Linked DNA regions of Sus scrofa: region 2 is linked to region 1. Evidence: chromatin contacts called from public HiChIP or PLAC-seq data. All regions are on one chromosome and are shown on one strand. Each heading gives the region's core, a stretch centred on a gene start, on an enhancer-like site or on the middle of the called end of the contact. The rest is flanking DNA. Distances are from core to core; before and after follow the strand shown. Region 1 overlaps SLC29A3 (equilibrative nucleoside transporter 3). Region 2 overlaps CDH23 (cadherin-23).

Region 1 (6,490 bases), core at 3,517-6,016:
TGCATGCACACACCTGGGGCCTGTAGCAGCTTGTGGCTTCTGCCCACATGGACCCTGTAGAGGAGAAGGTGTGTTGGATGAGGAACTGCAGCTGGGTCTTCTCAAGATTCCCCCTTTCTGGTGGTTCTTTTGGGTTTCCTGCTACAGAGAGTGGCTGGAGCACCCGCAGACTACTTTCTCTGGATGCACGTACCCTGTGGCTTGGTCCCTGTCCCCCGTCTGTCGTCAGCTGTCTGGGGGCTGCAGAAGCTGAGGGTAGGGAGGGAGTTTCCGCGGAAGGCCTTTTCCTCCTTGCTCTGGCCACACGGTCAGGTGGCAGAAGAGGAAGGACACGCTGGCCAAGCATCAGCAGGGATCTGGCCCCAAATGAGCTCTCACCCCTCAGAGATCGTGCTGAGACTCATAGGCTCCCTGTTTCTCTGACCTTGCCCTTTATCTGTGTCTGAGCTTCTCCCTGCCTACTAAGGTTCCAGCCCGGGGCTGCACAGGGGGCATGTAAAGCATGCAGATCCAAGGCCAGCTCACCTCTGGCCAGGGACTGGGCGAAAGGCTGGGGTGGGGGGGTGGCAGGGGCAGCAGAAGCAATGTTCCCATCTTCCGTGCTCACCCTGTGTGGGGTAAAGGCCTGGCTTCAGGAGAGCTGGGTTGTTTCTGACTCCGTGTCAAGTTTGCTGGGTGACTTAGGGCTCTGATTCCTCATTTTAAGAAACTAGATTGAGGCTGGCAAACATATTCTGTGAAGGGCCAGATGGTAAATATTTCAGGCTTTGTGGGCCACAGGATCTCTGTAGCAGCTATTCCACTCAGCCTTGTGGAGCAGAATGAAAGCCACTGTAGACAAGCCATAAACAAACAGGTGTGACTGGTGAAACAAACCCGTGTGACTGGTCTCCTCTATTTACAAAAAACAAAGGTGGGCAGGTTTGGCCCTCCGGGGTAGTTGTTTGCCCACCCCAGGACTAGCCGTTCCCTGGTGCTTCTCCCCCCACTAGCGTGGAGGTCTGTTATAGAGGTGCCTGCCCGGCTTGATGTCTCTTCGTAACACTCATCACTGCCTTATTGTCTATATATTTATGCATTTGCCCACTGTCTCCTTGACGAGAACGTCTGTTTCATGAAAGTGGGAACTTGGACTAAATCCCCTGTGCCTAGAAAAGCTATGGGCTCGATAAATAAGTGCAGAGCGATGAGTTCATCAGTAAGCGCTTGTGGAGGGCTCGTCGCGCTTTGGTGCCGGGCTGGCGGGAGGGAAGACCCTCCTCCCAGGATTTGATGCCGAGGTCCCGAATTCAGGGAGTTGGACTCTCATGAAGGGACCTTGTTTTAGCCACAGGCTCAGACTGCACCCAAGCAGACTCCCTTCCCTGCCTAATCGAGTTGCTCAAGCCTGAACCTGAGGGGTTGCCGTTTATTTGCCTCTGTCCTCCCACTCCCCCATTCAGCCCGCCGGAGAGTCCTATCAGTTCTGCCTGGGAAACGCCTCAATCCCTCCAATCCTCTCTTCCACGGCCATTGCCTGGGCCTCAGCCTCCCAGGCACTGGCTCCCAGGGCGCCCCCTACAACTGATTCTCCGTGGAGGCTACAGAAGTGGTGACGAAATCGAGAGGCCATCCACTGCACCAGTTAAGGGCACTAGCTCTGCAGACAGAGGGCTGGCTTTGCGCTGTGGGACTTTGGGCAAGTGCTTGACCTCTCTGAGCCTCAGTGTCCTCATCTGCAATACGAATCTTCCCTCAAAGGGGTGCCGTGTGGAGTTCTCTGGTAGCCCAGTGGTTTATGATCCAGCATTGTCACTGCTGTGGCTTAAGTCACTGCTACAGCGCAAGTTCGATTCCTTGGCTGGAAACTTATGCATACCACAAGCACAGCAAACAACAACAACAACAGAACAGTAAAGGGGGTGTTCCTGTCATGGCGCAGCGGAAATGAATCCGACTAGGAACCGTGAGGTTGTGGGTTTGATCCCTAGCCTTGCTCAGCAGGTTAAGGATCCGGCATTGCCGTGGCTTTGGCGTAGGCTGGCAGCTGTAGCTCCGATTGGACCCCTAGCCTGGGAACCCCCATATGCCGTACATGCTGTGTGTGTGGCCCTTAAAAATAAAAGGGTGGGGAGGCGCCTGCTATGGGCATCAAGGGAGTGAATAGGTGAGGAGCAGGGCATGGGGAGCTCGGTGACTGTGCGCTGGTACCAAGTTGTTGAGAATCCCATCCCAAACCAATCCCAGCCTGGATGCCCCGGTCCTGACAATGCCTCTAGCCCAGTCCCCTACTCTCTCCCTCACTCCTTGGATTCCAGAATCACCCTGGTTTTTCAGTTCATGAACACACCAAGCTCATTCACACCTTGGGGCCAGCTGTATGCTGTTCCCTCTGTCCAGGATGCTTTTCCCCTCATCCCTCACACAGTTTGTCCTTGAGTCGCTATTTACACATTATCATCTCACTACCCTCATCACCCTACTAGGCTCTATTGTACCCCCTTAATTGGTTTTTTCTTTTTATTGCATTTATTATAACTTGTACCCCCCCCCTTTTTTTGTCTTTTTGTCTTTTTAGGGCTGTACCCATGGCATGTGGAGGTTCCCAGGCTAGGGGTCAAATTGGAGCTGTAGCTGCCGACCTACACCACAGCCACAGCAATGTGGGATCCAGGCCTCGTCTGTGACCCACAGCACAGCTCACAGCAATGCTGGATCCTTAACCCACTGAGCGAGGCCAGGGATCGAACCCACATCCTCATGGATTCTAGTCGGGTTCGTTAACCATTGAGCCACGACCAGAACTCTCCCTCCCTTTTTTTAAACTTGCTATTGACCCACTTTTTGGCCTCCCTAGCCTATTCGTTGGGCACATAGAAAGTGCTCAGCCATTACTTGTTGAAGAAGTGAGTGAGCTCTAGAAGATCAACTGCCTGCCACATTTCTTGAGTGAATGAATGAATGATAAGTGCACAGCCCATGCCACCCCCTCCTTCCACTCCCTTCATGCCACCCCCTCCCTCCAGGCGACCTGTGGTTTTGCTTCCCTAGCTCCCTAGTACCTTCTGAAATGAACACCCCTCTTCAGCCTGGTATGTGACACCACCTGTTAGCCTCCCTCATCCCCTCGTACCCCATTATTTAACCAATCTAGAGTCCCCAAGATGTCCTGAGAAAGAACCAAAAGAAAGGGACAGGGCGCGAGGAGCTCCAAGGAGAGGCCAGGAGGCCAGGCTGCATGGAGAAGGAGGCAGACAAGCCTCGGACAAATGGGCCTGGCCTGGGGGTGGGGAGTGCGGGCAGGGGAAGGCCAGACCCAGGGAGGAGCTCCGTCGGGGGAGTTGGGACCCAGGGGAGTGAATGTGAGTCACAGATGACAGGGACACGGGCTGGCAAACCACTGAGCTGGGGTGACGGTGAAAGGGAAACCAAAGAAATTTTGCAGGTGAAAAGGAAACCAAGGAAACTGAAGCGAGGAGAGGACACCGAGGGAAGGAGGAGCCATGGGGCCTCAGGGGGCAGGGATGGCTTGGGGTTTCCCTTAAAGGCCTGTGATGTGGGAGCTTAGAGCCTGGGCTCAGCAGGCCACCCAGGCAGGTTGGCTGGCAGGCAGTGAAGAGTGTTCTGGAGGCGGGGACTGATGCAGGTGTGGGGGCCGCAGGGGAGATGAACTCCAGGGGCAGGGTTGCAGCACAGGAGGGAGGAACATAATGAGGGCCCTCCGGTGGCAGAGGGAGCAGGGGCTACTGAGCTGTTGAGGAGGGGGTGGGGGGTGGCCTGTGTGTCCAGGTGGGCAGCGCTGGAGGGAGCATGTGAGGGGTTCCTGTGGTTGTCCCGTAGCAAAGTACCACAACTCGGTGGCTTAGCACAGCAGGCATTTTATTCTCACAGTTCTGGAGGCTAGAAGACCAAAATCAAGGGACCAGCAGGCCCGGGCTCCCCCTGAAGACTCTAGGAAGAATCTCGCTCTGCTTCTTCCAGGGCCTGGGGGCTCCCAGTGAGCCTGGGCCTTCCTTGGCTGGGGACAGCACGACTCTGCTCTCTGCCTCTGTTCGCTGGACGCCCTCCCTGTGTGCCTGCCATCCCTCTCCCTGTAAGGACATCTGTCCTTGGCTTTAGGGCTCTCTCTGAGCCAATATGACCTCATCTCAGCTACTTATACCTGCAAAGACCCTGTTTCCAAATGGGGCCACATCTGAGGTTCTGGGTCAATGGGAATTTGGTGGGCACTCTTCAGCCCATTGCAGTGGGTGACATGTGGTGTCAGGAGCCTGAGGGTTCAGACCAGGCCTTGGGTCATGGGTGGACTGTGAAGAGGACCCTTTGAAGGAGACTTTCCCCAGAGCAGCCTAGGAGCAGGTGAGGGCGTGAACTGCCTTTGTGGGGGGTTAGGAGTAAAAGGCAGGAGGGGCCTGGTGGCAAGACACAGTGAAGTCAAAGAGGGTTTTTTCTTAGCCCAGCGGAGACCTCAGTGAGCCTCTAAGCAAAAGAGAAGGAAGAAGCAGAAGTGACGGAGAGAGAGAAGATGCAAACAAGGAAGCTGAGGACTCATGGTGGAGGCCTTCCAGAAGTCGGCTTTGGCAGGAGGAAGAGCCTCTCTTGGCCTGGAAAGCTTTACGCTGGGGGGAGAGAAGGGGGAGGCTCATTCTAGAAAACCTCAGGAATTATGCTTATCTTCTGGCAGAGCTTCCAAAGGAATTTTGAAAAAAAAAAAAATTGCAGGCCTTAGGGGTGGTGGTGATGGTGGGGATTCCAGGCTATTAAAGAGCAAGATTTACAGTGGCCCCGGGGAGTCTGGGGCCAAGCCTGAGAGGCCAAGCCCAGGCCAAGTGTCCGGCTGATGTTAGAGCAGCACGCGAAGATCTGATGGGGGCTTCTTTCTTTAGTGTGGCTACGTCATCTTTCCGGGCCTTACCTGAATCTGACCCCAGCTTTGTTCTGCCCTTGGGCCCCTGGCTACCGCACCCCACCTTGGTGGATCTGGGCCCCTGTTGCCCCTCCCTGTCTGACCCCTGGAATAGGCACTGCTCCTCCCTCCCTGCCCAGCCAGCCCTCCCTGCTTCCCCGGGCCCGAGGCCAACACACCCCTTAGCTTTCCCTGGGCCAGTGTCCCAAACAGGGGGCCTTGGAACCCGCAGGCAGACGCTAGCTGCACCCCTTATGGGGACACCTGCCCTCTGCTCACTTCTTGGCCTGCCTGGGAACAACTGTGGCCAAAGCCTGGATGCCTCCTCTGCAACGTCCAGAATCAGAACTTGGCTCTCGGCCGTCCGAAGGCAGCAAGTTTGCAATGGCAAGCTATTCTCGGTTCCAGGCTGCTCGCTGCTGCTAATTTCATGCCCCTGTGATCCAGGTAACGCTTTGCTGCCTTGAGCTGCCACCCCCAGGCTTGAATCGCTTTTTCTCGCCCCGCAGGAGCCCAGCGGCCTCTGCTGCCGAGCTCTGGAGGTGGGGGCCGCACAAAGCTGCCTCTCCAAACCGCCAGGTGGCCGGCCCCGAGCTAGCCGGCCTCAACTCGTGACTAATTTGCTGCACTTATTTGAAAGTGCCCAAATGGCACTGGGAGAGAGGAAACTTACCCAGGGCCTGCCAGAGATAAACGGGCTCATTTTGGGGGCCTCCCTGCACGAAGAAACCTCTTTACCTGGACTCTAAGCCCAGAATTAAAATCTTCCAGAAGAGATGCTTGGCGCGGCGCCTCTCAGCGTGGTGGAGAGAGGCAATGTTCTCCGTCGTAAAATGGGCCTCACATCTGGCCAGCTGGCTCTGGTGGGTTTTTAGATTGTGTTTGAAGAGCGTCTCTCCCGCCCCCTGGTGTTCACAGGCTGGGCCCGAGCGTCACAGATGAAAATGCGTTTCCTCATCTTCTTCACAAGTGGATGGATTCCTGTACCCTGGCCAGAGGGCCCCCCACCCCAACCTGCTCCCTGGGGGTCAAAGACACCGGGGGGTGCCCCCCTCCCACCACCGCCAGCTTCTGTCCACTGTCTGGGTTTTGATCCCCGCCCCCACCCGTCCTGGGGTGTCCTGCTGCGGTTTACACCCCGAGGAGAGAAGCTGGAAGCCTGCCCAGTGCTTCCCAGCTCTAATGTCCTCCTTCACACGATCTGTGCTTATCAGTAGACCGTGTCCATCCATTTCGGTGGCTGACAGTGGTGTGAGCTTTTCTCTTAATCTTTTTTTTTTTTTCCCCCTTTTTTAACACTACTCAGACCCACAGACCTGAAGAAATGCCCAAGGGAGTGGACCATGGGGTTCAAGGAGAAGAGATGGTTAACAGGGAGAGGAGGGAAATCAAGGCCTGTCATGTGCCGGCTGGGGCAGAGGAGGATGCCACCCCAGTGGAACCTCTGATCCCGTGGGCTGGTCCCTACTCACACCTGGGAAGCCATATGGGCCGCCAGACCTGGCCGCTGGAGCCGCCGGTGACACACCGCAGTCCCAGTGATGTGTTTAGGTTTGTGTGACTCAGAGGCAGGTAGCCTGAGCCCCAGTGGCTCTTAGGTTTGTG
Region 2 (6,429 bases), core at 545-3,044, 430 kb after region 1:
AGAGGGACAACCTCTGAGGATCTCACCAACTCTGAGATTCTAGCAGGATCACTAGCAGAACTTCCTGTGACCTGTCTGAAAAATCACCCCTTTCAAACACCCGGAGGAGCTTTCGATTTGGTGTTGCTGGTACCGGGGCCAAGTTCCTGAGTGTGGCTCACTCCTGAACATGACCTCCATGCCAGGCTGGGGGCCAGCTTCCTGCCCGGAGCGCACCACACACACTCCCCAGCCTCTGCACCCCTGCCCTGCCACCCTCCTCTGAGCCTGGTCAGCCTCTGCCCTTGAGGCCTGTGGTGGCCCGACAGCTTTCTCCTTGGGGTGCCCTGCAAGGAGGAGCCACAGCTCCAGGTGCACTGGCCTCCTTTGCATGTTTCAGTGTCTGCCCCGGGCTCAGCTGCTTCCTCTCCCCACTGCTACCCGGCTGACCACTGAGGCCCAAAGGTGGGTGCATCGCCCATCCAAGTTGGAGCTCAGCCTCCTGGCTGAGGGTTGGCAGGGAGCACAGCCAATCAGCACAGATGTGTAGCCCTCAGTGACAGATGGCAGATGCTCTTCTAACCAGCTGTGCCAGGCAGCAAAACAAGGGCCCTACTGCACAGAAGTATTTCCTTCCTGACAGCTGGCCCAGGGCACAGGGGGGCCCAGGAAGGCCTTGTCTGTTTTCTCAGCCCTGTCATGGTATAAGCTGTGACCAGAGAGGACAGGGGGAAAGAGCTGGTCTGTCCCAGTGGAAAGTTCCCCCCCACCTCCTTATGTACTAACTAGCCTCCATGAGCTTGAGGGTTCGATCCCTAGCCTCGCTCAGTGGGTTAAGGATCTAGCGTTGCCAGGAGCTGTGGTGTAGGTCGCAGAGGCAGCTCAGATCTGGTGTGGCTGTGGCTGTGGCGTAGGTCAGCTACAGCTCCAATCCGACCCCTAGCCTGGGAACCTCCATGTGCCACGGGTGTGGCCCTAAAAAAAAAAAAAGAAGAAGAAGAAGAAATGGCCCAGGGAGAAGCAGGAGGACAGAGAGCCTGCCAAGCTTTGAGTCAGGATGGGGAGAGACTGCGGGACGTGTTCTCGGGAAGGTCTCCATGGGCCTTACCTGTCCATCCGCACCAGCTCCTGGGCACCTAGGGACAGACAGAAAGAGAAGGCGGTCAGAAAGGGAAAGCCCGGAGTTCCCGTCGTGGCGCAGTGGTTAACGAATCCGACTAGGAACCATGAGGTTGCGGGTTCGGTCCCTGCCCTTGCTCAGTGGGTTGACGATCCGGCGTTGCCGCGAGCTGTGGTGTAGGTTGCAGACGCGGCTCAGATCCCGCGTTGCTGTGGCTCTGGCGTAGGCCGGTGGCTACAGCTCCGATTCAACCCCTAGCCTGGGAACCTCCATATGCCGCGGGAGCGGCCCAAGAAATAGCAACAATAACAACAACAACAAAAAAAGACAAAAGACAAAAAAAAAAAAAAAAAGGGGGGGAAAGCTCCTCCAGAGAGCATCTCTGCCCTGGCTGGCAATGCCCCTTGGGGAACAGGAGCAAGCCCAGGCAGGACTGTGCTCAGCCCTCACCCCACCTCTCTTCACTCAGTGCTCTGCCTAGCAGGTGAGGCCTCAGTGAGTGGCCCATTTTGTCCAGTGATAAATGAAATTCGGGCTCCCTTTTACAAATATATAGGACAATATTTGTTCACCAGGGGACCAAAGGCAGCCAGTGATTTCTCCTATGACTTCACTTTGATGATGTTAGACATTCAGGGCCAACCAAAGACCTGGCTCCTGAGTTGCTCTTTCCTGTTTGGACATTTGTCACGTTCTGGGCATCAGCCACGATTTGCTGAGCGGAGGTGTTGCAAGCTCAGTTCGTAATTAGAGTTCCTGGTTCTCTCTGTCCCATCCTCCACCTTGCCTAATAGGGCATCTTTCGAGGCAGCATCTCTTAGATGAACCTTAGGGGGGCTCGAGATCCCCATCCCTTCTCAGCTAGACTACTCCTTTCTACTCCACATCCAAGCTGCTGTCACCCTGCCCCACTTTGGGGGTTCCCCACCCACCCAAACTGGCCACCAACCAGATGCAATGACCCCAACTTCCTTCTTTCTCGCTGTTCCCCACATACTCCCACAGATCCTTCTCGTTTTGTAAGAGCTTCGCTGCCGATTACGATGGGGAAACAAAAGGTGGGGGAGGGACACAACAACAGAACACCCACGGGGAAGTTGCACACAAGTTCCTGAAATCTCTGAGGCATCGGAATCATGGCTCCTTGTTTACTGGGCAGCTCTGTATCTGGCTCCGTGTGGGTCTCGGCGTTCCCTCAGCTCATCCTCTCCGCCGCCCTGGGATAACGCGTGTCTGACTCTAGAGCAGCTGCCATGCTCACTGGCTTCCGCAGCACACAGCCTTGCTCAGAGCTCCTAGCCCTTTCTCTTTCTTTTTTCCTGAGTGTGGCTCATTCCCGAGCATGCCCTCCATGCCAGGCTCAGTGCCAGCTTCCTGCCCAGAGCGTGCCACACGTACTCCCCATCCCCTCCATCCCTGATGTGCCATCCCACTCCAGGTCACTCAACCTCTGCCCTGTGGCCTGACTCCTGGGATTTCGCAGGGACTTCTGTTCCCATAACCAGCAGCTGCTTCTCTAGCATCTAGGTCAAGAAAAGTGACCCAGGAGTTCCCATCGTGGTGCAGCAGAAACAAATCCGACTAGGAACCACGAGGTTGAGGGTTCAATCCCTGGTCTTGCTCAGTGGGTTAAGGATATGGTGTTGCTGTGAGCTGCAGTGTAGGTCACAGACATGGCTCAGATCTGGTGTGGCTGTGGCTGTGGCTGTGGCTGTGGCCAGCAGCTATAGCTCCGATTAGGCTCCTAGCCTAGGAACCTCTATATGTCGCAGGTACAGCCCTAAAAAGACAAAAAGACAAAAAAAAAAAAAAAAAAAGGAACAGCGACCCAAATCCACACTTCCTCTCCATTTCACACTTGGTTTCTCTGGGGTGGTCCCCTCTGGCATCTCTTGTGTCTGTCTCTGAGCCTGCAACAGGTCATTTTTTTTTCTTTTCTTTCCTTTTCTTTCTTTTTGGAAGGGGCAGGGGACTGGCCTCAAGAATACTTTTATTAGAAGATAAATTATTGATACCTTCCTGCTACTGCATAGAATATATCTGGGGATAAGGTGCAATGAAGCAGCTGCCCATCACAGAAAAGGGGATTGTTTAGAATTTCAGCGGACACCTCAACATTGATCATGGCACAGCCCAGGCCCCCACTGCCCTCCCCACCCCCCAGAGTCTTCCTTCACTGAAGCCCATCAGCAACCAGCTCACCTGTCCCTTCCTCTGGGAGGCCCTAAACTGCAGGTGTCCCAGTGTGGGGAGTGGGAGATACTGGGGCCCAAACCCCAGGCTCCCCATGTCCTCAGGCCACCCCCCACAGTGGTCTGGCCTGGAGATGACTGCTCTCTGATTTTCCTTCTTCCATCCTGGGATATGGCACCAGCCTTGGCTCAATCCCTGGGGACCCTATGAGGAAGACCAAGGCACCAAAGCAGGATCAGCAGCCCCCTCCCCAACCCCGCACCATCCTCATCCTCTGCCCAGAGGCAGCCTTGTGGTCTGGAGTGAGGGGGACAGAAAGCACCTCTCTATCTGGGAGCTGAGCCTAGCCGAGCATGTCTCTCATCCCTTCCCCACCTCCATGGAAGTGCTCCACACATGAGCAGAAGCATTTCTCTCCCGGGCTGAGCCCCTGGGTTCCTCTTTCGGATCCAACCCCTTTACCCTCCCCCACCCCAGATCCAACCCTAGGGTATTTGTGTCGTTAGGCTGTGGTGGGTTTTGTGAGAGCAATAGGATGACCTGGGAGAAAGGCAGAGATGGCCACAGCCCCTGAGTGACCCACTGACAGCCGGACAGACAGGGCTGTCAAGTAGTTACAGTCCCGCCAGAGCCAAAGCCAAAGCCACCTGGTGACAGAGCCGGCCTCTGTCAGTTACTTCTGCAGCAGACAGAGGAGATGAGGTAGGGGAGGCCATGCAAGGGCCCCACCCTTTCATTCCTGGAGGACTGGGCTAGCTGAGGCTCACGGGTGGGGTCAAAGGAAGGGCAAGGGGCCCTGTCACCCGAAGAGATGGGTGAAAAGGTATCTGTGGCCACAGTTTGAAACCTGGCTCCACTACGTACTCGCTGTGTGGTTCCTTAAAGGAATTGCTTAAATGCTCTGTGCCTCAGTTTGCTCAGCTGTAGAATAGGCCCAGAGGCAGGACCAAATTCTTAGTGGTGCTATGAGGAATAAGGGAGAATGATTATAACAAGCTCGGCGTGGTACCCGGCACAGCAGTCTTACAGGTTAGGGGTCCTGGGCTATGACACGCATGCTGATGAGTGTTTTTTATCATGCAATGGGTTTACGGTCCCTGAGAAGCGTGAGTTGAAAGCTTTGCGTTTGAGTCTTAGCTCTGCCACTTAGGAAGTTATATAACATTTGGTTAGTTATTTAGCCCTGCTGATCTTAGAATTCTTGCCCATAAAAGGAAAGAGCTGAACCAAGTTACCGCTAAGATCCCTCCCAGTTCTGATACTCCAAAGGTCATTTTGTCCCAATAATTGCTAGCAAAGCAAGCCTACCTGTACATCAAAGCCGGTCCCCAAAGGATCTTCAAGTGGCAGCGTTTTTATAAACCACTTTGAGCTACTCCATGTGCTTATTCATTCGTTCAACAGATATTGAGTGCCAAGCCAGCACTGCCAGGGGCTAGTGGGCACTCGAGCCCTGAAAGTGGCACATCTGGGTCCCCTCCTCTCTCCGTCATTGAGCCCAGCTCCTTCCAAGGACTCTAGCGGCTCTGATCTCTTGAGAAGAAGAACTCTGCCTGCCTTTTGCCTTAGTTAATCCCCACAGCCGAGTAGGACAGGTCACTCACCACCCCCCAGCCCAGGCGGGCAGGAATACTCACGGCGGTTGGAGGCCACCTGCCTCTGCTTGTAGACCAGGAGCAGGATGAGAGGGAGGCAGAGGATGCCCACGATGCAGGCACTTGTAGCCAGGGCGGCAGCCGTGATACCTGAAAGGGCGAAGAGGCAGCCAAGGTGAGGCTGCATTCCCACTGCTCCTCCTGAGGGGAAACTGAGGCCCAGAGATGGAAGGCTGAACAGCAGGAGGACCCACCTTTACCCAGGCCCCACAGCCAGACCCTCAGCAACTCATAGAGGCACAGAAGGTCTGGAAACCCCAGAGCACCCAGAAATGGGCCAGGCGCTTACAGCTGAGGCAGCTCCATGGAAGAGAGAGAGCGGGGGGCGGGGGGGGGGGATCCTCACCCCAGCCCAGGAACAGCTGGACCACCCAGGGCCACCAGTTGTTCCCTGCAAAGGGAGAGCAGACCCTTCCCAGACCGCATGCCACACATTCAAGGTCAAAAGCCTGAGTGAAAACTTTAGGAAATAGATGGTGGTGATAATTGCACAACATTATGAGCATAATGCCAGTGAATCGTACACTTGAAAACAGTTAAAATGGCAAATCTTATATGTGGTTTTTGAGCGCGATAGAAAATAAATGAATAAAAAGCCCTACTTATCCCTTGAGAAACTCCTTAGCTCTGGGACAGGGCCTCTGAAAGTGATCTCACAGGTACAATTCATGGGGCAAAACCCTGGGCTGGGAATTAGGGAAATGTGAACCCTTGTCCAACCTTTAAAGTTTTTTAAGCTTTCTAAATTACCAAAAAAAAAAAAAAAAAAAAAAGACAAGTTAAAAAAAATATTCAAAAGTCCCTTCCTCCCCTTTTACCTGGGCCTCCTCTAAAGACATAATCATTGTCCCAAGTTTTCTAGTGTGCAGCCTCAATACAGTCTCTGCATGTGCAGCATGTATGGGATCACATGACAATTGCTTTTCCAACTTCGCACAGCTTGGACACCTCTCTGTATCGGCAGAGACCTACCTCATTCTGCCTAGGGCATTATCACGTGGCTCACCCCTAATTTATTCAAATAGTCCCCTGTTGGCGGATATGTAGGTTGCTTCCATTTTTCAATATAACTAATAACGGAGCAGTGAACTCCTTGTGTACGCATTTTTGCTCACTTGGGCTAGAACATCCAAACATAAACCCCTAGTAGTGAAAGTGTTGAGCCAACGAGTACGTGTATTTTCTTTTAGGCTATTGCTAAATTGTTCTCCCCCCCCAAAAAAAAAGCTGCATGGCTCCACCATCCCACCAACAGCACGGGAGGTTTAATTTATTTCAGTCCATCTGCTGACTCCTGGAGTTTGGCTGAGAACAGACATGCCCTCAGAACCACAACCAGCGTAAATGCACTTCCTTCCCAATTTCAGCCCTTCCTTCTGACAAAAAAAACAACAACAACAAAAAAAAACGGATGGGCTGGGATACCGTGTCACGTCAATTTGGCCCCAGGGAACTTTGGGAAGGTGGACTGGCTCACTGTTG

The links. HiChIP or PLAC-seq counts read pairs in DNA pulled down with a chosen protein or histone mark.
Region 2: an H3K27ac HiChIP or PLAC-seq map of alveolar macrophages shows a contact between it and region 1. The contact joins two enhancer-like sites. A contact is called at or near these places in 2 of 2 datasets of contacts at active chromatin or transcription factors (alveolar macrophages and skeletal muscle).

What each region holds. Positions count from the first base shown.
Region 1 is chr14:74,236,570-74,243,059 of Sscrofa11.1, forward strand. All of the region lies in intron 2 of SLC29A3 (equilibrative nucleoside transporter 3), which reads left to right. Among named protein-coding and RNA genes, the nearest start is that of SLC29A3, 17 kb to the left of the region's middle. Within about 2 kb of position 4,767, at least 18 of the 83 cell types and tissues checked have an H3K27ac peak or open chromatin away from gene starts, as enhancers often do. A contact at or near this core is called in alveolar macrophages and skeletal muscle, where this site is marked.
Region 2 is chr14:74,669,062-74,675,490 of Sscrofa11.1, forward strand. All of the region lies in intron 38 of CDH23 (cadherin-23), which reads left to right. It overlaps VSIR (V-type immunoglobulin domain-containing suppressor of T-cell activation), which reads right to left. Exons shown (of 7, transcript XM_005671045.3): 4 at 4,930-5,037; 5 at 1,088-1,115. Among named protein-coding and RNA genes, the nearest start is that of VSIR, 21 kb to the right of the region's middle. Within about 2 kb of position 1,795, at least 21 of the 83 cell types and tissues checked have an H3K27ac peak or open chromatin away from gene starts, as enhancers often do. A contact at or near this core is called in alveolar macrophages and skeletal muscle, where this site is marked.